Regions from separate parts of the Mus musculus genome. Here regions 1, 2, 3, 4, 6 and 7 are each linked to region 5. Evidence: chromatin contacts called from public promoter capture Hi-C data. All regions are on one chromosome and are shown on one strand. Each heading gives the region's core, a stretch centred on a gene start, on an enhancer-like site or on the middle of the called end of the contact. The rest is flanking DNA. Distances are from core to core; before and after follow the strand shown. Region 1 holds the start of Prdm4 (PR domain containing 4). Region 2 holds the start of Rtcb (RNA 2',3'-cyclic phosphate and 5'-OH ligase). Region 3 holds the start of Timp3 (tissue inhibitor of metalloproteinase 3). Region 4 holds the start of Syn3 (synapsin III). Region 5 holds the start of Arl1 (ADP-ribosylation factor-like 1). Region 6 holds the start of Fbxo7 (F-box protein 7). Region 7 holds the start of Pwp1 (PWP1 homolog, endonuclein).

Region 1 (3,956 bases), core at 1,266-3,765, 2.8 Mb before region 5:
CCACGTTCCTCTCCGCTTCCAGATTATAGGCTGCCACATGACTGCCTCCCCCACCAGGATGGGCTTCATCAAAGTAAACGGTCTTCTCTTAGGTGGCTTCTTGTCATGGATTTTGTCATAGCAACCACACTGCTGATCGACTTTGTTATTCTTCTTTAATTAACATACATGTACACGGGTTGAAAGGGCTGTGGATGTATTTAGTGGTCAGGAGGTAGTTCTCAACTTCCACGTTGGTGAGGCGGGGTCCCTCTTGTTGCTGTGACCGCCTGTATCCAACTCCCATCTCCCAGAGGACTGCTAGAATTACAGATGCACATTCCTGCATATAGCTTTTTTATGTGAGCGATCGAACTGGAATTGCCAGCCTCCCTACATAGCTGCTTTTATTCACTGGGCCATTTCCCCAGCCCTGGGATGGTACCTTAGTCCCCTTTTAACGATAAGAAAGCCTAGATTTTGAGGTTTAAAACAAAAAAACCACCAACCCCCCTGCTCCCCCCCAACACACACCAAGTTTAAAATCACCTAACTAGTCAGGGGTACAGCTGAGTTTTGAAGTCAAACCTAATTTAAGATTTCCACTCTCTTAGCCTAGAAACAAATTACAAACAAAACTGTTCTTGCTTTTTTTCCGAGTCCTGTTTACATTACAACCTGGCTTAACTGTGGGGTATAAAGTTTTTCACAGACCTATTTCTAGAATTACACTCCATCTATATGGTAATCATAAAACTAGCTTTTGGACATCAACTACATCCAAAAAAATGTTCAAGCCACGCCCACTCATCACCCAGAGAGACAGCTAGAACCACATGGAAAATGAGGTACACTATCTGAAGGACCAAAGATCAACAAAAGGATGTTACTTCTCACGAAGAATGGAAACTCTGTGTAACCTAAAGAAGCCACTGCTACTTTAGCAAAGTCTCTAGGCCCCAGCTAGTTTAAAACAGACTTCTCTAAATTCTCCCACCTGCAACCATACCTAAAATACAACCATCACTGGAACCACAAGGCCTAAATACAACATACAGATTACAGTAACTTATTAGAGCAGAGTTAAGTGTGTGGCTTCACCTCCTATTCTTAAAGCTCCTGAACGTCTATACAATGTCATCATCAATAATAACTCGTGTGAAATTCTGGACCTTCTCACACCCGTTCAAACAAGACTTTAGTAACAGAGGCTCAGCAGATTTCTGTTTGATGTGAGTCCCCAAAACGTGATGGCCTCAACAGCCATAAACCAAAGGTCACAAGTACTCAAAGACAGAAGACACCAGGAAGGAATGCTGCACACAGTGACTCCCAAGGGACCTTCCCCTTCAACAAGGCACAGCCATTCTACCAACCTCATATCACCGTCCTAAGAAGGCCTAAAGGATACTGAGTTCTTTCTGTCTTGTCACTGTGTCTTCTGCCAATTATTCTTAGCTGTTTTTATGTTTCTAACTGACCGAAGTTGATCAATTGTTGGTTGCAAACCTCGCGCTGTTTTCTGGAAATGACATTTAAGAAACTAACAGGAATACAGCCACTTTACAAAATGCATCAACCAGCTCCAATAATTTCAGTCAATACGTTTTCTCTTCCCCGCTATATTGACAGCCTTTTAAAAGCTTTTGGGGGCGGGGGGGGGGGGAACCCAGCTAAATACTGCTCCGTCTTTACTACTCCGCTAACACAGTACCTTCTAGTTCAGGAGACTTGCACAATTTAAAAACTTCACCTCCGCACTCCACCATCCCTGGCTACAGTAACCCGCAAACCCCCAAAGGTGAAGAACTATGATACTACAGTAACATTCCAAATTAAAATAGCGAAAGCTAAAATACGACAGGAAAGAGGTGCCAAGCAGCTAACAATGTACGGCTACTCAGAACAATCACCCCAGGAACCAACTAGTACTCTGGATATTTCTATTGGGTTCAGGTGCTCAAATCCATTTACGCGTCACACGTGTGGCCCGAAGGCACCCAAACAAAGACTGAGTCTCCGGCGGCGTCCGCCCCGCTCCCTCGGCCCTGCCTTGGGGACCTGCCCTGCTCACCTGCACGTCCAGGGCAGGGGGCCGGCGGCTGCTAGGTGCGCGATGGGGCCGGTGTCACGTGCTACCACATCCCGCCGGTGGCCGCGCCTCCCCGCACTGCCCGACGTCTCCGAGGGCCGGCGGCTGCGCTCCGCGGCGAGGGCCCGGCATGCTGGGCGGCGCCCGGGGCTGTTTTCCCAGAAGCGCTGGCAGCCGGACTGGCCGACCTGGAAGAAGAGAAGAGCGATCAGCCGTGGCCTTTCCCTGCCCCGGGCCGCTCGAGCCCGCCCCGCCGCGTCGCCCACCTGAGGCCCGCGCTGGGGAGCACTGGCCCGGCCGCCTGGCTCGTCATCGGGCCGAACGTCGGCCCGGACGCTCCTGCCTCCCGGGACCCCGCGCCCGGTTTACAGCTCTCCTAACATTTCCCGCCCGGCCCCGCCCGGTCAGGCCCGCCGCCTTCACGGGGCCGCACCCTCGGGGGCGCCTTTCCGGCTTCTCAGCCACTCCGGGCCCGTTTCCGGCTTCCCAGCCACTCTGCGTCCGTGCTACCTGCCTACGGCCTGCGCTCCGACCCGCTCTTCCGGGGATACGCACCGCCCCCTCTCTGCGTGTGGAGAACCGCAGAGCCCCGGGAGTGGGCGGGCTTAGAGACGCTCCACCCAGAGTGTTGCAGCTCAGCTGGGTGCCGATCCAATCGAGGGCCGAATAATCGCTCCGCCGTTGCTAGGAGACCAGAACTGATACACGTGCTAGGGGTGCGTTCTGAACTCCAACGTTCTCCAGACTCTGCTTTTCTGTCCAGATGGCATGGCCTCAAGTAGGGAAGCATGAATCCACATAACACAACGTTTTTAAATATAGGATTGGGCCAGACGGCGGTGTGGCCCAGGAGTAATCGGGTTTCGATTCTGAAACTCTTTTACCCTGTGTGAAGTTTCCCTGCTCCCACATCATAAAAGATGATGTTGGGATTTGTGCAGGTGTTTTTCTTCTCTCTTTGCCTTCCCGTCCCTTCTGCACGGACAGGCACAGTGCTTACTTAGAATAATCATTGGAACCACAACATCTGCTCGGTAGCCAACTTTTGACATAATGTTTATTCATATGAGTGGGTGGGTGGATGTGAAAGCAAATGTGCATGTGTAAAAGAAGTTAGAGAACAACTTACACTCTCTTTCCCACATGTGGGTACCAGGGACTAAAGAGCCTTACCCTCTTTGCCACCTTGTCAGTCTATTTATGGCAATATCCCATACCCCACAATTCACTAATCATACCTAAGTATTTACCCAATACAGAAACATATACATGTGTGTATGTATGTATGTATGTACAAAGACATATGTACTAAGTTCCTTGCAACTTTGTTAATGATCTGTCATCAACCAATAAAGAGTTGCACTGAATCACCGTTGTGGAGCCCTAGGCAGCAATAAAAAGTAACAAGCTATTTGCATGTAGGTAGACCTCTAGAAGCTTTCTACACTGAGCAAAAAAACATCAGAAACAAAAGACTAGAAGTCTGTATAAAATTCTAGAAAAGGCCAAGACTTTACTAACAGCTCTGATGGATGTTGGAAGTTAGTGATAGGTGAAGAGATGAAATTGCCTATATAGAAAGACAGACATGAGGGACCATTTTGGATAATGGTTACATGCCTGTATATGTTTATAAAGATTGATCAAATAGTAAAGATTGGTGAGTTTTGTCATGTGTAAAAATGCATTTAAAAAGTAAGAGGTGGGGCATAGTGGTGCACACGAGTACTACCAATACTTGAGGATACTAAGGCAGGAAGGTCAGAAATTCAAGGTCATTCTGGTTTACATAGTAAGTTCTAGACAGACCTGGCATCTTTATAAAGACAATATTTAATTAGGGCTGGCTTATCCGTTCAGAGGTTCAGTCCATTATTATCAAGGT
Region 2 (3,893 bases), core at 734-3,233, 2.8 Mb before region 5:
AAAAGCAAAATGCGTTGTCTGAACCCAAGTTTCTCAAGTACACGCCCAGTGGGCAGAACGTATACACTGCACATAGCGCTTCATTCTGCATGAACGTCTATACCACACATAGCGCTTCATTCTGCATGAACGTCTATACCACACATAGCGCTTCATTCTGCATGAACGTCTATACCACACATAGCGCTTCATTCTGCATGAACGTCTATACCACACATAGCGCTTCATTCTGCATGAACGTCTATACCACACATAGCGCTTCATTCTGCATGAACGTCTATACCACACAAAGTGCTTCATTCTGCATGAACGTCTATACCACACATAGCGCTTCATTCTGCATGAACGTCTATACCACACATAGCGCTTCATTCTGCATAAACGTCTATACCACACATAGCGCTTCATTCTGCATGAACGTCTATACCACACATAGCGCTTCATTCTGCATGAACGTCTATACCACACATAGCGCTTCATTCTGCATGAACGTCTATACCACACATAGCGCTTCATTCTGCATGAACGTCTATACCACACATAGTGCTTCATTCTGCATGAACGTCTATACCACACAAAGTGCTTCATTCTGCATGAAGCTGCCACGTTGCGTCTTTTAAGAGGAAAACTTCCAGTCACAATCTAAAAGGATCTTAGAGCATTTTAGATCTGGGTTTAAACTGGAAATGTCCAACCCGTAAAATCTAATCAACGATCTTCAAAACGGAAAAACTGCTCACAAATTTCTGAGGCGATATGTCTATCATGATTTTGCTATTATATAACTTACGCATTATAAAAAGCATCATATATATATATATATATAATATGTATGTGTGTATAATATATATGTATATAATATATGCGTATATATATTATACACACACACACACACACGGATATAATGTACAATTTTCATGTGTCACTTAATAAATTAGCAAGACTCTACCAACCAGCCTTCCCTTCTTCCACACAACAAAGGAAAATACTGTTTCACTGCTGTGGACTTTTTCTCCCTAGTATACCTTGCAAAGTGGTGCAAGGCTTCTCTGTGTAACCAGTCCTGAATGGATCTTCCATTTCCCAGCCTCCAGGGATTATAGGCCCGAGCCACCAAGCGAAGCCTATCAGAAACTTTTTACTAAGACAAAGGACTGCAAATCTTTATTGCATTCTCATGGCATTTATGAGACGGTGTCACTTAACACATGTGCCAAAACCTCACAAGTGTTTTCTTCCTCAACGTTTATCGGAACTTTCGAGTACACACGGCGGTGGCGACAGCAGGCCCAGGGTTTCAGATCCTGGTCTCTGGCTCCCAAGCCTTCAGCTGAAACACATCATTCAGGCTGAGAGAAGTGGACTCGATACGAATTCAGGGTTGTCTTCCTAGATGGGTACAGATAAGTTACCCACCAACTCGGGGGTCCTCCGCCAAGAGCATATTAAAAGCTCGAATCATGCCGATTGTCGTTACGTTAAAACCCAGTTAAGTTTGGAGAATGCCATCTGTAAACGTTAACTAAATATCAGGACTCAAGAGAAACAGAGTTCCTGGCTGGCGGTGCCAACTTGGGAAAGTCCACAGAAATCTCGGAAGACCAGGAACACCGTGTCTGATGGTGCGTGGGGAAAACACGCGTGAGCCCCCACGCTGCGTCCGTCTGTCCTCGTGTGTGTGGACCTGGCGCGTGCAGTCTGCAGAGGAGGGAGACCTGGAACCCCGCAGCCCTGCGCTGGGCGGAGGCCGCCGGTTCGCGGCGGAGTCGCGGCCTGCAGCTCCCAAGGCCGCTGCCCCAACTCACCTGCATGTTGGGCACAAAGCCCTTCTTGATCCTCCAGCAGTTTTTATTGATCTTGTCCAAGAACTGTAGCTCATCGTTGTAGTTACGACTCATGGTGGCGGCGAGGCCAGCGATAGCTCCTGGCTACGCTTAGAAAGAGAAACCACCCCGCAGTCCACCCGCTCCACGCAGCGCCGCCTCTCAGGGCGCAGGCGCGACCAGCTCCGCTCCAGGAGGGAAGATGGCAAGCGCCGAGGCTCAAAACTCTTCGCGCGAGTCCTGATCATCTCGTTACAATGAATTACAGCGCTAGTCTTCACTTGCACTTCCCCCCCCTCTTTCTTTCTCTCCCTCTTTCTTTCTTTCTCTCTCTCTCTCTTCCTTCCTTTCTTCCTTTCTTTCTTTCTTTCTTTCTTTCTTTCTTCTTTCTTCCTTCCTTCCTTTCCTTCCTTTCTTTCCTTCTTCCTTTCTTTTCCTCTTTCTTTCTTTCTTTCTTTCTTTCTTTCTTCCCCTCTTTCTTTCTTTCCCTCTTTCTTTCTTTCTTTCTTTCTTTCTTTCTGTCTGTCTGTCTGTCTGTCTTTCTTCCTTCCTTCCTTCCTTTTTTCTTTCTTTCTTTCCTTTTCTTTCTTTTCCTCTTTCTTTCTTTCCCTCTTTCTTTCTTTCTTTCTTTCTTTCTCCCCCTCTTTCTTTCTTCCCCTCTTTCTTTCTTTCCCTCTATCTTTCTTTCTTCCCCTCTTTCTTTCTTTCTTTCTTTCTTTCTTTCTTTCTCTCTCTTTTTCCTTTCTTCCCCCCTCCCCCTTTCTCTCTCCCTCCCTCCCTTCACCCCCCCCCCTTTTTTAAAGTAAGATCTCGATACTTAGCCTTGGTGAGCCTATGTATCCGGGTTGGCTTCGAACTCTCACAGATACCCTTGCCAATGTCTCCTGACTGCTGCTATTGAAGACATACTGCTTTAAGAATGTTTTTGAGCTGCTCCTGAAACCTCTTCACCCTGGATCAGGTCAACTGCTATATAGAACATACAGTTTGGAGTTCATGCCCCATGAACATTAGTGAAACAGCTGAGCAAGATAAAATACTAATGACGTTTGCAATGTATCAGAATGAGATTGAAGATGTACAACAAACACTCCATTACAAAATGAGCATCCAAAAGAAGCATATCACAACACTGTATCATTTATTTCTACAAATGCTTGTGAAGGAAATCTGCTCTGGCCAGCAATTCCCTACAAAGATGGATAAATCCCTCTTTCAGGGATCACTGTGTTCCATAGCTTTGTTTGGACTGTGTCCTGTGTCTGTACCTTTAAACTTAATTGACTCTTGCTCTTGGGATAAGAAAGCTGGCAGTGATTTGCAGGATAGTCCTACCCTGTGAAAAACACCACCATAGCAATCAGGAAGACTTGGGTTCAGGTTCCGCCTATGCCATTACCACCTTTGTGTGATACATTCCTCTGTTTTCACTTCTATGAAATGGGATCATAATTATTCATAGTGGCTCTGAAGGTCACAGACATGAAACTGGAGGAGTAACTAGACCAGGATGTTAAGTACTTATACAGCCCTCTTCTATCCCCCAGTAACCTAAGGAGTTAAGCAAAGGGTGTGGTTTCTGTTCATTTTTACATATCCACCCTGGCTGTCCCACTCTCCTGCTCCCCTGTCCAGTCTCACCCTGCTGATTAATGACACTAATGTCAACTGTGAACTGCCTAGGTTTAATAAGCTGCACTACCATTTCAGTCAATCTTTTTAAAAAAAGATTTATTTATTTTATTTATGTGAGTACACTGTAGCTGTCCTCAGACACACCAGAAGAGGGCCTCAGATCCCATTACAGATGGTTGTGAGCTACCGTGTGGTGGCTGGTTATTGAACTCAGGACCTCTGGAAGAGCAGTCAATGTTCTAAACTGCTGAGCCATCTCTCCAGCCCTCATTTCATCCAATCACTGAAAGGACACATCCACAAACATAAACAAATGACACAGGACAACCATAGGAAAGATTTAAGGGGCTCTCGGCTCCCTTTTAGTATTGGTGTTTGTAGAACTTCAGTCTTTGCCGAAGTTTTAAAAAAATTAAGTCTTTTCCATTTTTCTGT
Region 3 (3,927 bases), core at 751-3,250, 2.4 Mb before region 5:
AAAGCAGAGAAGAGAGGCCTCTAGCCTGTAAGATGTTAAACCAAAGGGATTTGTCTGTAAACCCTTCTAAAGTCTTCCACATGACTGGCACGGTGCAAGGTTCAGTGAATCTCTCAGATTCCACCAAGTATGTCCTCATTCAACCTAGTTCCTCAGAGTGGCCCCATTAGTGCCCATGGCTCGGGCCTCAAGTGACTGACTGCCGGCTACTATCTACACTCAAGTTTCTTGGGACTTTCCTATGGCTAAAAAAGCAATGCTGCAAATAGCTGATACTCGGCCTCAGCGTGTCAGGAAAGGAAACCATATAACTATATTCCTGGAGCCGGGGCTAGAAGAGTAGTGAGAAGGCCAGAGCACCCTGAAACAGAATTAAGGAGGGGAGGGGCTTCAGAGCTGAGTGGGGCTAAGACAGAAAGATGTGGGAGCTAAGATCTCTTCTGTATAGCTGTAATACTTGGGTGGAGGCTTCTTGGAAGCATTTGGGAGGCTGAGGCAGGGGCATCGAGAGTTCAAGGTCATCCTGGACTACTTAATGATACTCTGTCTCAAAATAACCACAGCATCAACACACAACAACCACAACAAGGGCAGTTAAGTCAGAAATAATGTTACCATGTTGCCTTCTGCTTCTGCCATAAAAGTTTCTTCTCTTGGGGATAACCCAAGGGAGTCCCTTGGATTTTCCTCATTTGTTACAAGTTTACAGCATTCTGCAGCTAAAACACAGGTCTCCTTCAAAACCAGGTAGGAGAGAGGGGAGAGAGATTACTCTAAAAGAGTACTATCGGTCAAAGGGATGCTGAGTCAGGGATGTACATCCCTTTTGGTAAGAAGAGCCAGCTAGAGAGTGTGGTGGGAGCATCCCTTTCTGGGCCTGCTTCTTCAGCTGGAAGGTACACAGGACACCTGTTCTCACTTTCCCCAACTAGAAGGAATATGTGAACACAACGAGATGGAGTATGGAATCCTGCTTTTAAAAAGAGAGCATAGGCCAGGTATGACGCTGCACATCTGTAACTCTAACAGAAGCCTGACTCAGGAAGATCTTGAGTTCAAGGTCAGCCTGGGCTACATAGTAAGACTATGTCTCAAAAAACAGCATGAGCACACACACACACACACACACCCCAATTAAGATGTTATTTAAAATGGGTTGGTAATAATGTTACCAATATTGCTCTATAGGTGGTTTTCTCTAAGAACTGGTTTTATTCCACGTACTGATTGCTTTACCTCAAATGTTCCTTGCAGAAGGAAGGATTGCTGTCTGCCACCAGGGAGACCAGCTATCATACTCCCCCTTTCCCTATATTCTTTCCTTCAAAGAAGACCCAGGCCTTTGTGATTGATGTTCTTCTGGCATGATGTCACATCTTTTACTGTCCCACAGAAAACAACGCCCTCTTAGTCATTCTAACCTAGGTCTCCAACTATTCTAGTTTCCTCATCATACTAGCACAATCGCCCTGGTTGCAAGGGCTTGCTTGACGTCCAGAACAGGGTCTGTTGAATAATTCCACAGATCCATTTACCCCCAATGGCAATTACCACAGCCATCCCACAAAGGCAGAGGTGTGTGTGTGTGTGTGTGTGTGTGTGTGTGTGTGTGTGTGTGTGTTGGGGGTGGGAGGTGAGGGAAGCTGATGTCCAGCGGTTTCCTCTTACTCCCTGCTCTCTCTAGGAAAGATAAGAAGGTGAAAATTTCTTTGAGGCTTCCTTCTTGACTTTTTCCAGGAGGCGTGATCAAGGACTTCAGGGTGCGGGCCACCTGGGGCCCTTGGAAGAGATTATGCAGGAAGGCTGGGTGGCTGGGACTGAATCCTTGTTTAGGTCCAAGGCTCATAGAGAGGCGGTGGGCGTAGGGCGAAGGGGCCGTGGGACGCCGCTGTAGCGCACACCGGCCCAGGACGCGCCCAGCCCACCCACTCGCGTGCCCACAACTGCATTATTCCCTATAAGGATCTGAACGGTCCGGGCCGGCTCCGCCCTGTCGCCCCGCGCCCCCCGGCCCCGCCCCCTTTTTGGAGGGCCGATGAGGTAATGCGGCGCTGCCATTGGTCGGAGGGGGCGGACCCCGAGCTCCCGAGGGGCTGGGTCCCCTCGCGCCCCTATATCACTCTGCAGCCCTGGACTCTCGCTCACAGTGGGCAGCGGGCAGCCGCCAGCGCCAAGAATCTTCTTCTCCCGCTTCTCCGCTTCCCGATCCTTCTCCGGGAGGCCACTCGTTGGCTCCGCGGACTCGTGTTCCAGCGACCCTTGGCCACTTAGTCCTGTCCCGCCGGGCTACTTGGAAGGCACTTCCCCGGAGCTCATCGTTGCCCACCGTGCACAGTGCCCGGTTAAACCCAGCGAGTGAGCTCGGACTGTAGCATCAGCGCTAGCGCTCGGCAACTTTGAAGAAAAGAGCGGCAGTCCCCGCAGCGGACCACAACAGCTACCATGACTCCCTGGCTTGGGCTTGTCGTGCTCCTGAGCTGCTGGAGCCTTGGGCACTGGGGCGCGGAAGCGTGCACATGCTCTCCCAGCCATCCCCAGGATGCCTTCTGCAACTCCGACATCGGTAAGTGCTCCGGAAGACTCAGTTTCCCTGGGCGGGGACTCTGTGTGGGGAGATGCCCTGCAGAGGGAACCCAACCAGTGGCCTAGTGGTCTCTGGCGGGCGAGCGTGAACGAGGTCCTGCTTGATATCTAGAAAAATTTCCCCATTGCCTTGAAGGGAAAAGAGCTGGAGAAGGAGGGTGAGAGATTCTGAAAAGTTGGAACGCTAACTGAAGTTCTGGGACCTCGACGACACTTTACAAGTTGTAGTCTGTGCGGGTGGAGTTGCGAGAGAGAAAACTCCTAGCTTCAAAGATTGCTTATCTCCCGCGCCCTTGAACTTCATTCTTTTCCTTGAGAAACTCAGCCTAGCTGCAGGCTCTCCCGGCAAGTGCTAATGGAGCTTCTTGCCTGCCAAGTTTGGGTGGCTGGAAAAGGGGGGAGGGGGAGATGAAAAAAAAACGGGGAGGGGGGGGGCGGAAACTGTGGGATTGCCCTCCTCCCTGGGAGAACTGCATCAGAGTGTTGATAGCTGGCCTGAGGTGACTGTGGGGGAATCACTTATCATAGAGCTGTGAAAATTCACAGGAAGATATATTTTTTCTTCCCCCGGAATGTTTGTGAGGAGGGAGAGAGTGAGTATCATCGGAGAAAGCAGATTTGTCACCAAAAGAGCAAAGCTGCCAAAGGTCTCATCGCTTGTGGTGATGGTCTCAAAGAGACTGTGCTGATTAGAGGGACTTGATAAGAAGTAGAACCCACTATCCAGAGGAGTGTTGGGGACATTAGTGTTTGGAGGGCTCCAGGGGAAGTGGAAGCTGGCTACTCTCTTCTCCAGCTCCTTAAAGCTCTCAGGTCCAATGTGTGTTTGCTGGGCAGGGGTGGGACAAGAGGCTGCCCTTAGCCAGTGTGGAGTCAGTAAAGAATGGAGTGTGTGTGTTTTAAGTATGGTCATAAAGGAGATGGAAAATTTCCACTGGGTCTTGAGTGAGGGATTCTACTCTGCAAGTGTGTTGTGTTGAGAGGGGGGCGGGGGGAGGGGTGGTGACCTGGCAGGAAAGAAAACCAAGGTTGGAGAGGCACTGCTGGTGGGTCGGCCTAGGGGGAAATCTGGGAGGTGGTTTTGGTGGTCAGGTCAGTCCACTTGGCAGCCCAGGGTGTTTGTGTGACCCTGCAGTCACCCTTCTTGAAGGTTTCCTGGGACCCAGAGACACCCACCCTTCTCTGTCCCTGGGGGAGAACCCCTGGCTTTATGGAGTGCTTGCAAGCATCCTTTTTTGGATTGCTGGAGGGCTGGGAAAGTTTTCTCCCTTCTCTCATTAGGGCCCCCACCCAGATTCCTCTTAGTCTTTCCTCCCAGTAGCCGATGACTTTCTCTACTAGTTC
Region 4 (4,253 bases), core at 705-3,204, 2.2 Mb before region 5:
GCAGAGAAAGAATAAACACTTGCCTACTGTCCAGCGTCCTTCCTCCATACCTACACCATCCAGGACTCACTATCAGAGAGGAGCATGGCTCACCATGAGCTAGGACTTCCCATGAATCAACTGACAAATAAAGGCATTATCTGACAGATGTACGTACAGGGCAGTCTCATCTAGACATCAATCCCTCATCGAGATGTTATTCCTTGGGCATTCTAGGTTAAGGCAAATTAACAATTTAAAAGTGACTAGCTTAGCATCTCTGACCTTTTAAACAAGGAACCTTGCTTATGACAACTAGGTAAAATAATCTCCTCACACACACACACACACACACACACACACACACACACACAGAGAGAGAGAGAGAGAGAGAGAGAGAGAGAGAGAGAGAGAGAGACCCACAAGGTCAAAAATGTCTTTAAGGCAAATAGATGAAGTGGCTTTCTGGTCTCACTTCCTAGGAGCCTTTTTTATTGCCGCTATACCAGTCTCTATATGGCAACCCAAACAGCAGCCCCTTGGCCCTGGAAGATAGAAAGGTAAGCCCAGGTAAGGCAGAAGTTCTCACACAGGGACCAGGCATCAGAAAGTGAGCACAGATGCTCTATCCAACTCCCCAAGGGCTATCCCCGATGACAAGATAGAGGCCACAGCTTCCAATACAATGACAGGAGCAAGCATCACATGACAGCATCTCCCTGCCTGAATTCATGCCCAGAAGCTAGGGTTACAGAGCCCCTGTCAGATAGTCAGCCTTAAGGGGCCAGAGTATTTGCAGCCACGTTGCCTGAAAACCAGCTTTTCACAACTTACTAGCTTGAAGATGCCAGCTCCAGTCACTGTCCACAGAGCTAGCAGAGTGGCTGTGGGATCAGCTGGAATTCTTTCCCAGCCTCCCGTGTCCTAGGATAAACTTGTCAGGCTGCATGCATCTCTAGATTGTGTACATTTTTGGCTAGCCCCTTCTACCTTGCAGTTTAGGTCCCATCTGCAAGTCCTGGTTCTACTGTGCAATCTGCTGTTTGATTAGCTGAGATTCTGAGTTCTTCACTTCTTTCGTCTGCACATGGGAAAATCTACCTGAAATTCTTCCTGTCCCTGATGCCTCTGATTCCACAGCTCTCAGGCTGGCAAACTCTCCAGTCTCTGTGTGTCTTCCAGGCTGCATCACGACCCACCCACCTCTTGCTGTCTGCACTACACCACACTGCAATCCCTCCTATCCTATCATCCCTGGTAGGCCCCAGCAACTCCTGAGATTCCTTTAAGGCCGCTAGAGCTGAGAGCATAGTGTCTGGCTTACAGCCAAGTAAGTCATGAATAAATAACCAGGGCGCTCCAGCAGTGTTAGTCTTAGCCTGGCCAGGAAAACCCTCCAAGGTTTTTTCCTTCGTCTCAGGATAGCTGGAAATAGAAGACTGCGCAACAGATCTGAGCCCCAGACCCAAGGCAACAGGTCCTGAGGGACCTGCCTAGAGCAGGTGCTGGGATCCAGTGCAGAGCACCAGTATCTGTTGTGGTCTCAGCTTCCCAGAGGAAGCTCTTTTCCGGGACAGGTCTGGATGTTGGGTTGAATACCTCAGTAGTCATAGCTTTGAGGGCCCCAGGGTTCCGGTACTCTACAGGGACCAGTGCTAGGGACCGGCAGCAGCAGCCTGGGACCGGAGGGTGGCACTCCGGGCTCACGGAGCACCTGCACCCCACCAACATGCAGCATCAACATTCGGCTAACAAAAGAGAGAGCTTATGGGGAAGTAGCACTGCCCGAGGACGCACCAACAGCTCGGATTCGGGGTGAGTGCTCCCTAAGGCCAGAAAACCCACCTACTCCACTTTGCCTTGGCTTACCGACAGTGCCAGCTACGGTGGCCCGTGTGTACCTCGGACTGGCGCCGCCAATTACAGGATCTGCGGGAGCGCTGCAGCTTGCGCGCTCTGCCTCTGCCCTGCACAGTACGTGAGCGCCTCCTCTGGGCAGACTGGTCTCCCTACGCCGGAGAGCCCATTGGCTGGGCCAACAGGGGCCCTGCATCCAGGCCCGCCCCTCAAGCCCCTCCTTTCTCAGTCTCTAGGCTTTCCCTCGCCAGCCAGGTAGGGAAAGTTGCTAGAGCAAGCAAGCTTTGCTGTTGCTGGCCTCAAGTGGCCAAGTGGACGATCTTTCTTCATCCCAGGAGGATTGAGATGCCCCTCAGGGAGTGTGAATAATGCAGTTCAGTATCCTAGGAAGCCAGCTTGGAGAAAGTCACCTGACTTCCCTGGGCCTTAGTAGGAGCTTCTGAGAGACCAGTGAGTCAGCTGTCAGCAAATGTCATAGGAGTACAAGCACAAGGAGCTAAGCTCTTACCCTGGCTGGGGATGGCATGAGGAGGAGTTGGTTACATACAAGTGCACAAACAAAAGATAATGTCAGCTTGCTGTAAACTGATAGAGATGTGTAATGAGAACACAAAAGGGATGTCGGGACTATGCCAGGCCTCTCCATAGAGGAGATTTGTGAGATGAGAATTAAGACTACAAGGTTAAAAGAAATTACAGATTGGAAAATAAGGCAATTGAAAAGCTTAACCAGCACAGAATGGGAGGATATTTGGCAGGTCCCTGTCTCATGTGTCACTTCTATGCCTCAAGGTCCCTCAGAAATTCAAAGCAGGTCTCCTTTAAGGCTCTCTGTCCTCCAGTATTTGGTTTGATTTTAGAGACAGGGTTTCTCTATGTAGTTCTGGCTGGCCTGGAACTCACTATGTAGACCAGGCTGGCCTCAAACTCATAGAGGTCCACCTGCCTCTGTCTCTTGAGTGCTGAGTTAAAAGACACGTGACACCACATCCATTTCTAGCTGCAATATAAAGACCTATAAATGTAGTTATTTAAAAAAAAAACACCACTGGTGTTAAAGGTGCACAGAAAAAGTACTTGGAAAAATGGAAGGGGAATTCTTGCCAGGACAAGAATTCTAAAGAACCTTCCGTTTCTAAGGAAGGAAGGAGTTGGACAAAGGTTTAGAAGAGAAGCCAGGCAAATTACTGCACGAGTACTTATGTTTGATTGCACTATATATAAGAAAAGGTGCAGATTCAATGCAGGGTCAGTGTTTGCTGAGCAGTGCTCAGTATACATCACCAAGGGTTTTTCCATTAATGGTATTCTTCCATCATGCCCTGGAGGTCAGTGCCACTTAGCATTTTTATTTCTGTGCATGAACCTTGAATAATGAAAGAGGCCTACAAACAGTAATCAGCCCCCGGAGAAGCAATCCCTTTGCCCCTACTGTTCTCACCTGAAAGGTTTAAATTCGGAGAAACAGCAGATGATTTCATAAATCTCTGGGTTTGGCCCTGTAGGTTGTACAAGGACTTGTGAGGTAGAAGATGCCAAGTCATTGCTTCTCAACCATCAGCAGCAGCAAGCTGAGCACCAGCTAAAGGATTGCTTTCTAGAAAATGTCATTTATTTTTTACTTCCATATATTTTAAAAATGAGTTACTTATTTTTAATTATGTGTATGTAGGCTTGTGAACATGAGTACAGGTTCCTGTAGAGATGCAGAGATCAGAGAAAGGGACCTGCCTGGAGCAGGGGTTACACCTGGGTGCTTAGAACTGAACTCAGGCCTCCTGCAAGGGCAGTGCATACTCTTAACCACTGAACCATATCTCCACTCCCTGTATCTCTCCATCTTTTTGATGGTTAATTTTCACTGCGTGAAAGCCTGACTATTCCCCGGGACAGAATCTTCCACAGTTTGTCCCATCTGCCATTCACCTCCAATCCTTAGGACAGAATGCTCACTCAACCAATAGTAACAAAAGAAGAAGATAGATTGTACAGGAGGCTGCTCAGGGTGACAATGACAGCGGCAGCATTCTAAAGAGACTGGACCATGCAGTCCTGAATCACAGTGGCCAGACCCAGTGCTCCCATGATCTCTGCCTGTTCCTCAAGTTTCATCCTTCTGGCCACCCTGTACCTCACCCTACCATTTTTCCTTGTGAATCTTCATCTCTGCATTCATCCACTTTCTTTCATTAGTCACCCGATCATTTCTGTTGTTTTGTACCAAGACCTTGATGGATGCAGGAAAGAAAGAGTGCCTCAAACAATAGCAAATGAACAGTTTAGAACAGGGTTCTGTGTAAAGGCAAATGTCTACATGGTAACAGGTGTACACATTCCTTCATCACTTCATAAAAAAAAAATCACACCCTGAAAGATGGTGATAGTAGTAGCATTTGAAGATGATATTTATATTTGAA
Region 5 (3,752 bases), core at 886-3,385:
CCTCATGTGTACATACTTACATGCATGCCATGGGCACACAGACACTCAAGAACTATAAAAAATAAATCTACATAAGAAGGTATAAAATCAACCTGAATAAGCTTATTAATGTGGAAAATATGATGCGAATGTACAAATGCACATGCTTAACAATAACTAGCCAGCCTTAAAAAGGAAATAATCTCACGTATAAAATGAATGTAGAAGTCATCCTGCTAAATGAAATAAGCTTAGTACAAAAATCACACATTTCCACCTACGAGGGCGTTGGAAGGTTTAATTCATAAGTAGAGTCTATGGAGACAACTCCGAAGCCGAGAGCGCAATGGTGACTGTCAGGGGATGGAGCAGGGATGCAGATACATCAGTAAGATGGTACAGATTCTTTTCCAACAGGATGAACAAGTCCCTTAGATGTATAGTCACAGCATGATGACCATATTTAATAACAATACACTGCCTATTTGATAATTGCCAAATAGATCTTCAGTGTACTCAACCTACAGGAAAAGGGAATATGAGGGTTTGCCTATTTTCACGGTAATCATTTCTCTCTCATGCATATGTATGTATGTGTGTGTGTATATATATCTATATATACCTATATATCTATCTCACACTGTGCAACATACATATAATATTTTGTCAATTAAACCCTAGTAATGCAGGCCGGGAGGTGGTGTTGCACGCCTTCAATCCCAGCACTCGGGAGGCAGAGGCAGGTGGATTTCTGAGTTCGAGGCCAGCCTGGTCTACAAAGTGAGTTGTAGGGCAGCCAGGGCTACACAGAGAAACCCTGTCTCGAGAAAAAAAAAAAAAAAAGCCCCAATAATGCTAGACTAAATCTTAGGCAGTTTGTAAATTTCCAAAAAGATGACCATTTTCATTATAAACCAGAACATAATAATGCAATGTTTCCATGTGGAAGAAAACTTCCTAAAAAAGGGCTATTATTATTTCCGGCGAAAACTCAAGAGCTTGAGATAATTGTACTTTTCTGTTTTGAGAAACTTAACAGAAAATAAGCCAATTTTTTTGTTCATTTTCTGCATTTGAAGTACTCTTCAATGACATCTTTCGCCTGAGATTCTTGGCCAAAGTCCTTAACCACCACACAGCTGCAACCTATCACTTTCCGAGGTTTCCCCTTTCGATCAATTTTGCAGAGGCCTACCCATTCCCCCAGCTTCTTGTTGTCATCAACCTTAATTAGGTTGATCTGGTGCTCAGCACAGAGGGTTTCCACCAACTTGATGTACATAGGTTTATCACAATTGGATGCAAGCACACAGAGATGGGCTTGGCGCTTGCCTAAGGCTTTGGCAGCTTCGTGAATTCCTCGCGCTAGGCCATCGTGGACCAGGGCGGTCTTCAGCACCTCTTGCAAAGCCGTATTGACGTCCATGACAACTCCAGCAGCAGTGCCTTCCTTAGCCATGGCGTGGGTTACAGGTGGATCCGACCTGGAGCGCGCCTCGAGCCTCTGAGAGGCTGCGCAGAAGCAAGACGCGTTTCTAAGAATTTTAAGAAACACCAAACCCTTTCACTATCGAAAACTACCTAACTTCCAACTCAAGTTGCAGGAGGCAAGAAGTTCCCAGTTCTGCGGAGGCGGAAGGGTGGTCGGTCAGGTGGCCACCCAGAGATCAAAAATTAGACACCTCGGGTACGAGGGTGCCCCGTGTTGGTGGTATGCAGTGACTGCGGGTGAGCTTTCTCGTTATTATTACGTAACCCTGGCTCCTCCTGCGGGAATGCATTTAGAGGAAAGTGGACCGCCTCCGCAGATGTGCAACCACCGGGACGCTGCAACCAGCGCCAGCATTCTGTGCCTTCGCTTTATCGAGCTTTTATTTTCCGTTGGCCGATTCGCCACTTTATGATATCAGAATTTAACACGAAAAAGTCTCATTTTAATATTTGAGAAGGCCTTATTGTCCAGAAAAGTGGAATCAGGAAACACTTTTGTCTTAAATTTTTTTTTGTTATAGTTGTGGCGTTCATTTCTGCTACGCTCAGAGCGCCTGGGAGTTGCATCGAAAGCGCCGACGCGGACGCCCAGACCTCCGTGTCCAGCGCGCAGTCGCAGTGGCCTTTCGCCCCGGCTCCCGCCCCCGCTGGGTGGACGACGTGGAAGTTGCTGGCCGACCAGGCTTGGAGGAGTCCGCTTCGGAACCGGAGTCCGGGAGTAGCGGAGGTGGCGGCGCCCAGGCTCAACTAGGAGTCGCTGCCGAGTCCCGGCCTGTCTCTGAGGATCGGCGAGGGCGCGGCGGCGGTTCATCATGGGTGAGGAGCGTGGGAAGGGCGTCAGGCGACCGAGGGGACCGGCCGGGCCGCGGGGCAGCTCTTCGCTACCTTGGCTCTTCACCTGCAGGGAGATTCCGCCTCCCGGCTCGGTCCTTTGCACCCGCGGGGTCCGGACTGATCCCAGCCCGGCCTTTTCCCCTCATCCTGCATCCCCCATCTCGGTTGGGTAGGCGGAACGGGGCGTCGGGTGCCTGGCAGCCAGGCAGCTGAAGGTTCACCGAGGTGTCTGATCCTTCGTGGAAGCTTGGTGGCATCGGGGTGGGTGTTGGGACTGCGTCACTTCTGAGAAACCCGAGGACCGGTGTTGTTTGTTGATCCTTGCGCTGCTCCTGTCTGCTCGCCCGCTGTAGTTAGCTGTCCGTAGATATGGTGGATGGAGTTAGGTGGATTGTGAAGTCCGGTGGGACAGGGAGTGAGATGTTCATGTCGCTTCGCTGATTCGCACTTCTCCAGGTGAGGGAACTACGGTAGACGTCCGAGCGCACCCGACGGTGGTGATGCTCCGGTACAGGTGGAGCTTCTAGGAGTTGCAAAATCTTCGGTTTCTGTCAGTATTTACTCAGTTTTCTCAGAAGTGTGTGGATCCGGTGCATTATAGTTCCGTTCGGTTCTCTGTAACCTTTCGGCGTTGTTTTTCCAAATCTAGACGTCTAAACGGGCAAAAGGACTTTGTCAGGTCACACCCATTCTTTCTGTATACAGCTTGCTCCGTGTTCGCTTTTCTAGAGTGGGCAGCTTTAATTCTGCCATTCCCCTCAAATAGCAAAGTGTAATATCTCTTCCTTTCTTCCTCCTCTCCTCTCCTCTCCTCTCCTTTCCGTGTGCGTGTGCGTTTGTATGCCTACAAGGGAGCGCTGTTGGAAGTCAACCCTTAGTATGCTAGGCAACGCCCTTCTGCTGAGCTGTATAGCCCCAGCCCTTTTAAAACTTTGAGATAGGATCTCACTAAGTTGTCAAGTCTTGAACGCAACTCACTCTGCAGCCAAAGGTGGCCTCAGACTCACTGCTATTGGTTTAGCCTCCTATTGGACCACTAGCCAAAAGGCCTTGCCTTTTATTTTTAAAATTGTGTGTGTATCCGTGTATATTATATGTTGAGCATATTCTTCATATCCCCCACGTTTCCGTTTTCTCACTTTCTATTGTGAATCTTTTTTTTTTTTTCCTCCCTTTAGTGACTTTTGAAGGCAAAGTATTTGTGCCACAAATGCTTTTACATCTCAGGGTGCCTTGGGTACATAAAGGTTCCTGGGAATATTTTATAAAGTAGTGAATGTCGGGGTTTTTTTTTTTGTTTTTTTTTTTTTTTTTTTTTTTTTTTTTTTTTGTCTAAAATATGAGTTTCTAATGCACTCAGGAAACAGAGGCAGGCGGATCTCTATGTGAGTTTGAGGCCAGCCTGGTCTACATGCTGATTTCCAGGGCATCGAGGGCTGCAAAGTAAA
Region 6 (3,984 bases), core at 1,161-3,660, 2.7 Mb before region 5:
TTCTGGGGAAATTCTAATAAGCTCCTAAAAAGGAGTCAGATTCTGATTTTCAGTTTCTTTTGCAGTGAGGACTCAGGTATGGGGCCCAAACTTCCTTAGTCAGATTGCACCCCATATAGACCCTTGATTGGGAAGTAAGGTGAGAAAACAGAATCTTTTGGAAGCTTGTCATTTTGTTGGTGCAGGACAGAGCAAAACCCACAAGGAATCTGAGGGTAGCAGAGACAGGGTCAGTCACTCCCCAGTCCTCCCTAGCAGTGGTGACAGCAATTTCCCGCAGACCCAACTTTGATATATTCCTAATCAGGACACGTCTTCAGTGTGGTTATAAGTTTTCTCCAGTCCTTCCTAGAATCTGCTGGGCCATATATCATCCCTTTAATTCACCCCTTCCTGGGTAGTTGCCCAGAGTCAATTTCCACTGTTTAGAACTAAAGACCGTGATATTGGAGACCCCCTCACAACTTTCCAGTGGCTTCTCATGTATTCTAGAATGTGTCTCAAACTTTTTGCCCAGCTCAAGAATATCCTCTTTCATAAAGATTGGTTTTCTATTACAACCAGTCTCAAACCAATCTGATTTATTTATCAGTATTCATGCTTTTGGTTTGATATTCTTATACTAAAATGTTGGCTTGTAGCAAAAAAAAAAAGATGGAAATAAATATGTAACTTCTGAGGCTATGTTGTAAAAGACTTCACAGTTTCTGTCTTGGTAATGCTTGGGTCGCTTACTCTCAGGGAATCCAATTATCATGTTATGTGGACATTCAAGTAGATTTCTGGAAAAAAAAAATCTGTGAAAAACTGGGGCCAATCGTTTGATGATATGTGTAGTCAAGTCTTCAGGCAGCTCTGGCAAGAGACCCTGAGACAGAATTACCTAACCACCCTGTACCCAAGTTCCCAATCTACAGAATTTGTGGGTCGACAAATGTTTATTGATGTGGGTTAGTAAGCTTTGGAGGACAATTGATATGCAGCAAAAGATTTTACTAAGACACTGTGTAACAACTAAAAGCTGCTTTAAATTTTGTGGTAACATGAAGGGGCTAAAGGAGTTGGCTTCAGCTTCAAGTTCCTAAGGGCAGCGCCAAGGAAGAAAGGAAGTAAATGCTGTTAATCCCACAGGAAAAAAAAAAATCAGTCCCACAGATTCGAGGAGAAAGACCATCAACCCCAAACCATCATGGCCAAATTAATTAATCAAGCTTTTCTTGGTATGTATACATGGGCTGGACATAGGTAAGGTAAGATTGTAATAGTTCAGGAGTAGGGGGTTTCCAGATGAGGATTTGGCAGGCAAATAGGCATGTATTACCGAAGCAGAACATAAGCATACCAAGTTGGTCATAACAGCCTCTTGAAACAAAGACATGGTTGCAAGGTGGTTACAACAGGGTCACCATAATAACCTTTTAAAATAAAGGCATGGGGCAGTACAGAGCCATTTGTAGCTAAGGTTACAGGTGGGACATAGCCCAATCCTTGAGAAACCTAGTTTGTCTTTACTATAAGATGGCTTTTACGCCTGAGATGGAGGCAGTCTGGTTTATCAAGATTTATCGTGAGAAGTGAAGAGCTATACTGTTGTGGCCTTCAAATCCATTGGGAGAAACCAAAGACTTAGGCTCAATTCAAATTTATATTAAAATGAGTTTATGCTTACTGCTAGCAGAAGGAAGGCAGCTTTAGAGCCCAAACAGCATTCCATAGGGAAGGGGGACTAAGGATAAGATGGGGTTTTAAATTGGACATCAGAAAGGTGTATATTACAACTTACCACGAAATACAAGCTGGGCAGGAAAACTGTTTTACTTTCCTCAGTTGTTTCTCACCTTCCCGCTATATAGTAATTAAAAGATCATTTCATCCCTTTCCCATAGCGATAGTGAGTTTTAAAGAAGCAAAGGCAGCAGTTACTATCCTCACAGCCATTATCCTATTCTTATCTCACCTGCAGGTCTCTAGTACCTCCCAGGCATCCAACAGCCCTTAAGGGATCCCTGGCTCCACATTAACTTTCTTTAGTCATCACAGGGGACCTGTGTACATTATTTCTCAGGCAGGTCTGAGCACTCTAATGACAGGGATAGAGCAGTTCATTTCTGGGCACGGAAACCAGTGACATCAGGTTAGGGCCGTCTGTCATGTCTCCACACTGTTGGCAGCATTCCTTCCAGAGCTAAAGATCCTGCTTGCTGGGAGGGAAGGAACAAACTCGCTCACCCCAGCAGAAGCAGAAGCAGAAGCGTAGAGACTCAAGTGCGCCCAAGCAAACCCAGCGCCTGCGCCGTGCGCGCCTCGCCTCCAGGTGGCGATGTCGCGCGCCGAGCCAGCGATAGGGAAGCGCAGGCGCTCGGCCCTCCGCTCGAGCGGAAGGCTCTAGGGGGCGTAGTCGACCGAGCGGCGAGCGCTGGGGATTCCTCGGGAGCGCAGGCCCGGAGCTCCTTGCTTTCGGTTTCTTCCCGGGGCCGACCGAAGCTTGCGGTCCGACTCTCGCCATGAAGCTGCGCGTGCGGCTTCAGAAGCGGACCCAGCCGCTCGAGGTGCCGGAGTCGGAGCCAACGCTCGGGCAGCTGCGCGCGCACCTCAGCCAGGTCCTGCTGCCCACGTTGGGGTTCAGGTGAGCCGCGTCGCTGTCGTGGGGCTCGGGGGATGGCGCGCTTCGAGCGGTCACGTGAGGCCCGGGCCTCCCGGGTGTAGCTGCACTGGGCGCCTGTGACTGTGACGCTCGGCAGCTGGGTGCTGGCCGGGGTCCGGCTCCGAGAGACCATGGCCCAGCCTCCCCCGGGTGCCGCTGTCCTCCCCGGTGAGTAGTCACTTCCGGGGTTTCGGTCGCTGCGGCCCCGAGGGCGGGAAGGGAACTCGGGAAGCTTGGCTTGCGTTAAATCTCCCGGTGTTAACTTGAGTTTACCTCTGCGGTTGGGATAGTTCAGTGGTTAAATCGGAAAAGCATCGTGCTCAAGGTGACAAAAGTCTTGACACCTTAGGTCACTGTAATTTGTGCCACTGCCCAAGGCTACAGTAACTTTAAAAACAGCTGAGCGTGCAAGTGGCAGACTGCACCTAACTGTAACTTTCTCACTTTCTCACTGTAAGGGTTCAGGAAGTACGCCTGTCAGCGGGCATTCTCTGGGTGAGAATGTTGCTTTTTTTTCACGAATAGAGGCATGACCCTAGAGAGCTTACAGTTTCATGGCAAGTTGAAAAAGGATTAGGTTCTATTACTAATTTATGGGGTTCTATTACTAATTTTTGCAGATGAAGCGTCTGTGTTTCTGCAGAAGATAGTTTCAGGACATAGAGAGATAACTGTATGGACGACCCACTTCAAGTGCTGAGCTAGAAATTTGAACTAGTGAAGAAAAAAAAAATTAAAAAGATGGGCTCTGGGGCTTCTAAAGGGAAAAATTTTCAAAGAAAAACGTTTCCCATTAATTGGCATTTTAAATAAGCCTTTTCACTTTATTTGTAGGGAGTTAAGCAAAGTGAGACCCTGAATAGATTTTTTCACCCTTCCTCCCTGCTCCCATCCCCCCATTAAGTGAGCCTGAGCTACACCTTTATTCTAGCGCTCTGGAGGAAGAGGCAGGGTTCAAGGTCAGCCTGGTCTACATAGCAAGTTCCAGACCAGCCAGTGTTACATTGTGAGACCCTGTCTAATAAGATAATAATGTTAGCCAAACCATTAAAAAAAGAGCATTTTTTCATATTAAAAGAAAATATGTTGCTGTATTATATATAATATATATTTCCATATAATGGTGACCTACCCACATGTTACTTATTGGTGTAAAACCAAGTGTTTTCAATGTTGATAACAGTTATCTCTCCTCACACTTTGAGAATTCAATTTTTAAGGTATTTACAAGTAGTCTTACTTCTCAGTTAAGCAGGGCAGTTTTGAAAGGGTTGGAAACCCAAGAGCTCTGTTTCTCTTGCATGCTGTTTTCACAGTTGCAGTTGGTTAGGTGGATGGAA
Region 7 (3,754 bases), core at 880-3,379, 2.9 Mb before region 5:
AATGAGGGATGGGGCTGCCATCCCACAGTCACACCTCTGACCCATAATTCTTCCTGTCTGAAAGAATTACAGGGATGGAAATGGAGAGGAGCCTGAAGAAAAGAAGGTACAGTGACAGGCCCAAAGTAGGATCCAGCTCAAGGGGAGGTCCCAAGGTCTGACACTATTACTAGGCTATAGAGCACTCACATGACTGCCCTCCGGAAACAACACTCTTTACAATAGCCACGAATGATATAAAATATCTTGGTGTAACTGTAACCAAGCAAGCTAAAGACCTTTATGGCAAGAACTTCAAGTCCCTGAAGAAAGAAATTGAAGAAGATAACAAAAGATGGAAAGATCTCCCATGCTCATGGATTGGTAGGATAGTGAAAATGGTCATCTTAGCAAAAGCAATCTACAGATTCAATGCAATCCCACCAAAATTCTAATACCATTTTTTAGGGATCTTGAAAGAGCATCTCAACATAAAATCGGATACACTAAGAAGTCTCATAGAAGAGAGTGAGAAATACCCTTGAACACATTGGTATAGGAGACAATTTCCTGGACAGAATGCTAATGGCTCAGATTCTAAGATCAAGAATGGATAAATGGGACCTCATGAAACTACAAAGCTTCTGTAAGGCAAAGGACATTGTTATTAGGACAAATTGGGAAAGGATCTTCACCAACCATACATCTGACAAAGGGCTAGTATCCAAAATTTGCAAAGAACTCAAGAAGGCAGACACCAGCAATCCAAATAACCCAATTAAAAAATGGCGTACAGAGCTAAACAGAGAATTCTCAGAGGAATCTCAAATGGCAGGGAAGCACTTCAAGAAATGTTCAAAGTCCTTAATCATCAGGGAAATGCAAATCAAAACAACTCTAAGGTTCCACCTTACATCCATCAGAATGTCTAAGATAAAAAAAAAAAACTCATGAGATAGCATATGCTGGTGAGGATGTGGAGCAAGGGGAGCAGTCTTTATTGCTGGTGGGAGTACAAACTTATACAATCACTTTGGAAATCAACTTGGCAGTTTCTCAGAAAACTCAAGACCCAGCCATACCACTTCTGGGCATGTACTCAAGAGATGTTCCATCATCCCACAAAGATGCTTGTTCATCAATGTTCATAACAGTTTTATTTGTAATAGCCAGAAACAGGAAACAACCTAGATATCCCTCACCTGAAGAATGGATAAAGGCATGGTACATCTACACAATGGAATACTATTCAACTATTAAAACCTAAGGCATCATGAACTTTGCAGGCAAATAGATGGAACTTGAGAATATCATCCTGAGTGAGATAACCCAGTCCCAAAAGGGCATGCATGGTGTGTACTCAGTGATAAGTGGATATTGTCCATAAAATACAGGTACCATGGTCCACTTCACAGAACCAAAGAAACTAAACAAGAAGGAAGACTCAATCAAGGAAGCTTGAATCTCACTTAGAAGAGGGAATAAAATAGTCATAAGAGGCTGATGGAGGGAGGGAACTGGGAGAGAGGGGAAATGGGGGATTCAGGATCAGGCATGGAGAAGAACAGGAGAGATAGCTATATGGCCATGAAAATGAATGGAAATCTGCAAAGTGGGGGGAAACCTGCATCTCCAGGACGAGACAAAGGCCTGGGATAAGGGAGGCTCCCAAGAATCAGTGGGGGGTGACCTTAGCTGTGACTCTCATTGGGGATGTGGAACCTGAAGAGGCCATCTCCTGTATCCAGAATGGAACTCCAATAGAGACACCAACCCACCCACAAAACTTTCAACTCAAAATTTATCCTGTCTACAAGAAATGCTGGCATAGGGGAGGGAGCAGAGACTGAGTGAATGGCCAACCAATAACCATTTCAACTTGAGACCCGTCCAGTGGGCAAGCACCAATCCCTAACACTATTAATGAAACTCTGCTATGCTTGCAGACAGAAGCATATTGTTCTCTGAGAGGCTCCCCCCAGTAGCTGATTCAGACAGATACAGACACAGCCAAACAGTGGATGGAGCTTGGGAACTCTTATGGAAGAATAGGAGGAAGGAGATAGAAACTCCACAGGAAGCAGTCGTAGATTTGCATACGGCCCCGCCCATCTCATGCAAATTCCCCTCCCCTTCCCCTTGGCGCCTGCGAGTGACGTCAGCGAGCGCCCGCGCCTGCGCGTTGTTCCCCTCCGCGGAGCTCAAGAGTAGTGTCTCCCAGCTCCCAGGGCTCCAACCTGCGCCGGGTTCAAACCGAAGATCATGAACCGCAGCCGCCAAGTGACCTGCGTGGCCTGGGTCCGCCGCGGCGTGGCCAAAGAGACTCCAGACAAGGTGAGGCCTGTGTATGGGGAGATGCCACGGCATGGCCGTGGGCTCGGCCCCGTCTGGGGCAGCACGCGCCCAGCAGGAGCCACGCGATGGGACCTGCCAGGTTGGCCGGGACTGTAGCCATGTGAGGTGTGGCTCCGGTGACCCGGGCGAGCAGAGACCGCGCGCCCCTTCCCTGCCCGGAGCGGGAACCCCGATCCCATCCCTGAGATGCACGAACACGTGGACTTTTTGTGCACTGGGAAGGGGCGGGGGTGTTTGCTTGTTACGAGTTTCTTACGGTGATCCGGATAAAACGTTATGGGGCAGAGAGAACAAGGTGTCAGTGTAACACAGTATGAAGGAAGTTGTACAAAAGCTGGAGACCGTGGCAAAGGAAGCCGGTTACTCAGGCGGTTTTGTTCATTACACAGTGTTTTCTGCAAGCCAAGCGGAGCCTGGAGTTCCGGGATATGTTGGAGCGATATAGGGCAAAGCCCTGTTCTTGACTTTCGGGATGTCAGGGGTTGTAAGTGTCCTAAAAGAAGTGAAGGGGTTGCTATGGGTGTAATTGTCTGAGTAGTGACAACTCGATATGTGATAGACGTGGGAGTGGCCTCGACATGAATTTACATGCGGTGAGGGATGGAAATACTCCTTATAGGTGTAAATTCTACCAGAGTGCAGGTAGTGTTTAGTCACTGTTTTCTCTGGTGTTTTGCCAACAGCAAGCAAGCAGTGTATATTTATAGGATAGGGACAACACTTGCCTTATTAAAAATTCTCCAAAAGAAAATTGTTTTCATTTTAAAAGGGCCATACACAGCTTTCGAAGTATTAAGAGAGTCTTAAAAATCCCTAGTTGTCATGCCCCAACCCCAAGCAATACAAATACCTTTGTGTGTGTGTATGTGTATGTATGTATGCCCATGTTCATGTGTTTGTGTATGTGTGCGCTGTCTGATTGAACCCAGCGTTAGTCAATCGAGATAGAGTGGCTGGCCAAGGCACCAGAAATTCTCGTCTCTGTAGTCCCTAGTGCTGGGATTACAGGTGTCCCCTACACTACACCCAGCTTTTGAGTGGCTTCTGGGATGGAACTTAGATCCACATGCTTGCTCAACAAAAGCTTTACCGACTGACCTCCGGCCTTCCCCGGAGTTTTTCAGTCTTTAATTTCTGGATCTTTCTCAGGCAGAATTGAATGTCATTCTCAGGGAGATTCTTGTTATCTCAACGTTTTTTGTTGTTGTTTTGGAGACCAGGTCTCACTCTGTAGCCCGCTGTGGCCTCAGACTTATGGCAATCCTCCCGTGTCAGCCTCCTAAATACTAGAGTTATAGGTGTGAGCCACTGAAGATCTGGAGGCTCTTTAGTAGAAACTGAGCCGTTGATTTACCTTCATGTGGAGTGTTGCCATTATGGCCAACCCACACTGCGGGCTTAAGTAAATAAACAATACCCA

The links. Promoter capture Hi-C pulls out the DNA fragments that hold promoters and counts their contacts.
Region 1: a promoter capture Hi-C map of hippocampal neurons shows a contact between it and region 5, with 14 times the contacts expected there. The contact joins the promoter of Prdm4 here to the promoter of Arl1 in region 5. A contact is called at or near these places in 4 of 39 promoter capture datasets (the 3T3-L1 cell line, the C10 cell line, hippocampal neurons and 1 more), 1 of 115 datasets of contacts at active chromatin or transcription factors (embryonic forebrain) and 2 of 9 other capture datasets (adipose tissue and liver).
Region 2: a promoter capture Hi-C map of liver shows a contact between it and region 5, with 8 times the contacts expected there. The contact joins the promoter of Rtcb here to the promoter of Arl1 in region 5. A contact is called at or near these places in 4 of 39 promoter capture datasets (hippocampal neurons, liver and pre-B cells), 1 of 115 datasets of contacts at active chromatin or transcription factors (large pre-B cells) and 2 of 9 other capture datasets (adipose tissue and liver).
Region 3: a promoter capture Hi-C map of liver shows a contact between it and region 5, with 4 times the contacts expected there. The contact joins the promoter of Timp3 here to the promoter of Arl1 in region 5. A contact is called at or near these places in 1 of 39 promoter capture datasets (liver) and 1 of 115 datasets of contacts at active chromatin or transcription factors (astrocytes).
Region 4: a contact with region 5 is called in a promoter capture Hi-C map of liver, with 5 times the contacts expected there. The contact joins the promoter of Syn3 here to the promoter of Arl1 in region 5. A contact is called at or near these places in 2 of 39 promoter capture datasets (hippocampal neurons and liver) and 1 of 115 datasets of contacts at active chromatin or transcription factors (astrocytes).
Region 6: a promoter capture Hi-C map of liver shows a contact between it and region 5, with 7 times the contacts expected there. The contact joins the promoter of Fbxo7 here to the promoter of Arl1 in region 5. A contact is called at or near these places in 6 of 39 promoter capture datasets (the C10 cell line, hippocampal neurons, liver and 2 more) and 1 of 115 datasets of contacts at active chromatin or transcription factors (astrocytes).
Region 7: a promoter capture Hi-C map of hippocampal neurons shows a contact between it and region 5, with 9 times the contacts expected there. The contact joins the promoter of Pwp1 here to the promoter of Arl1 in region 5. A contact is called at or near these places in 6 of 39 promoter capture datasets (the 3T3-L1 cell line, the C10 cell line, hippocampal neurons and 2 more).

Annotation. Positions count from the first base shown.
Region 1 is chr10:85,914,471-85,918,426 of GRCm38.p6, forward strand. Prdm4 (PR domain containing 4) reads right to left here and starts at 2,516. Exons shown (of 12, transcript NM_001302886.1): 1 at 2,338-2,516; 2 at 2,054-2,259.
Region 2 is chr10:85,955,810-85,959,702 of GRCm38.p6, forward strand. It overlaps Rtcb (RNA 2',3'-cyclic phosphate and 5'-OH ligase), which reads right to left and starts at 1,984. Exons shown (of 12, transcript NM_145422.4): 1 at 1,806-1,984. The coding sequence starts at 1,898. It overlaps Bpifc (BPI fold containing family C), which reads right to left. Exons shown (of 16, transcript NM_177772.4): 16 at 3,882-3,893.
Region 3 is chr10:86,298,412-86,302,338 of GRCm38.p6, forward strand. Timp3 (tissue inhibitor of metalloproteinase 3) reads left to right here and starts at 2,001. Exons shown (of 5, transcript NM_011595.2): 1 at 2,001-2,563. The coding sequence starts at 2,443. The region is part of intron 6 of Syn3 (synapsin III); the gene reads right to left.
Region 4 is chr10:86,496,942-86,501,194 of GRCm38.p6, forward strand. Syn3 (synapsin III) reads right to left here and starts at 1,955. Exons shown (of 14, transcript NM_013722.3): 1 at 1,849-1,955.
Region 5 is chr10:88,729,279-88,733,030 of GRCm38.p6, forward strand. Arl1 (ADP-ribosylation factor-like 1) reads left to right here and starts at 2,136. Exons shown (of 6, transcript NM_025859.3): 1 at 2,136-2,286. The coding sequence starts at 2,283. Gm4925 (predicted gene 4925) reads right to left here and starts at 1,823. Exons shown (of 1, transcript NM_001037166.2): 1 at 263-1,823. The coding sequence starts at 1,438. The coding sequence ends at 1,040.
Region 6 is chr10:86,019,519-86,023,502 of GRCm38.p6, forward strand. Fbxo7 (F-box protein 7) reads left to right here and starts at 2,411. Exons shown (of 9, transcript NM_153195.2): 1 at 2,411-2,626. The coding sequence starts at 2,505.
Region 7 is chr10:85,869,702-85,873,455 of GRCm38.p6, forward strand. It overlaps Pwp1 (PWP1 homolog, endonuclein), which reads left to right and starts at 2,130. Exons shown (of 15, transcript NM_133993.3): 1 at 2,130-2,313. The coding sequence starts at 2,242.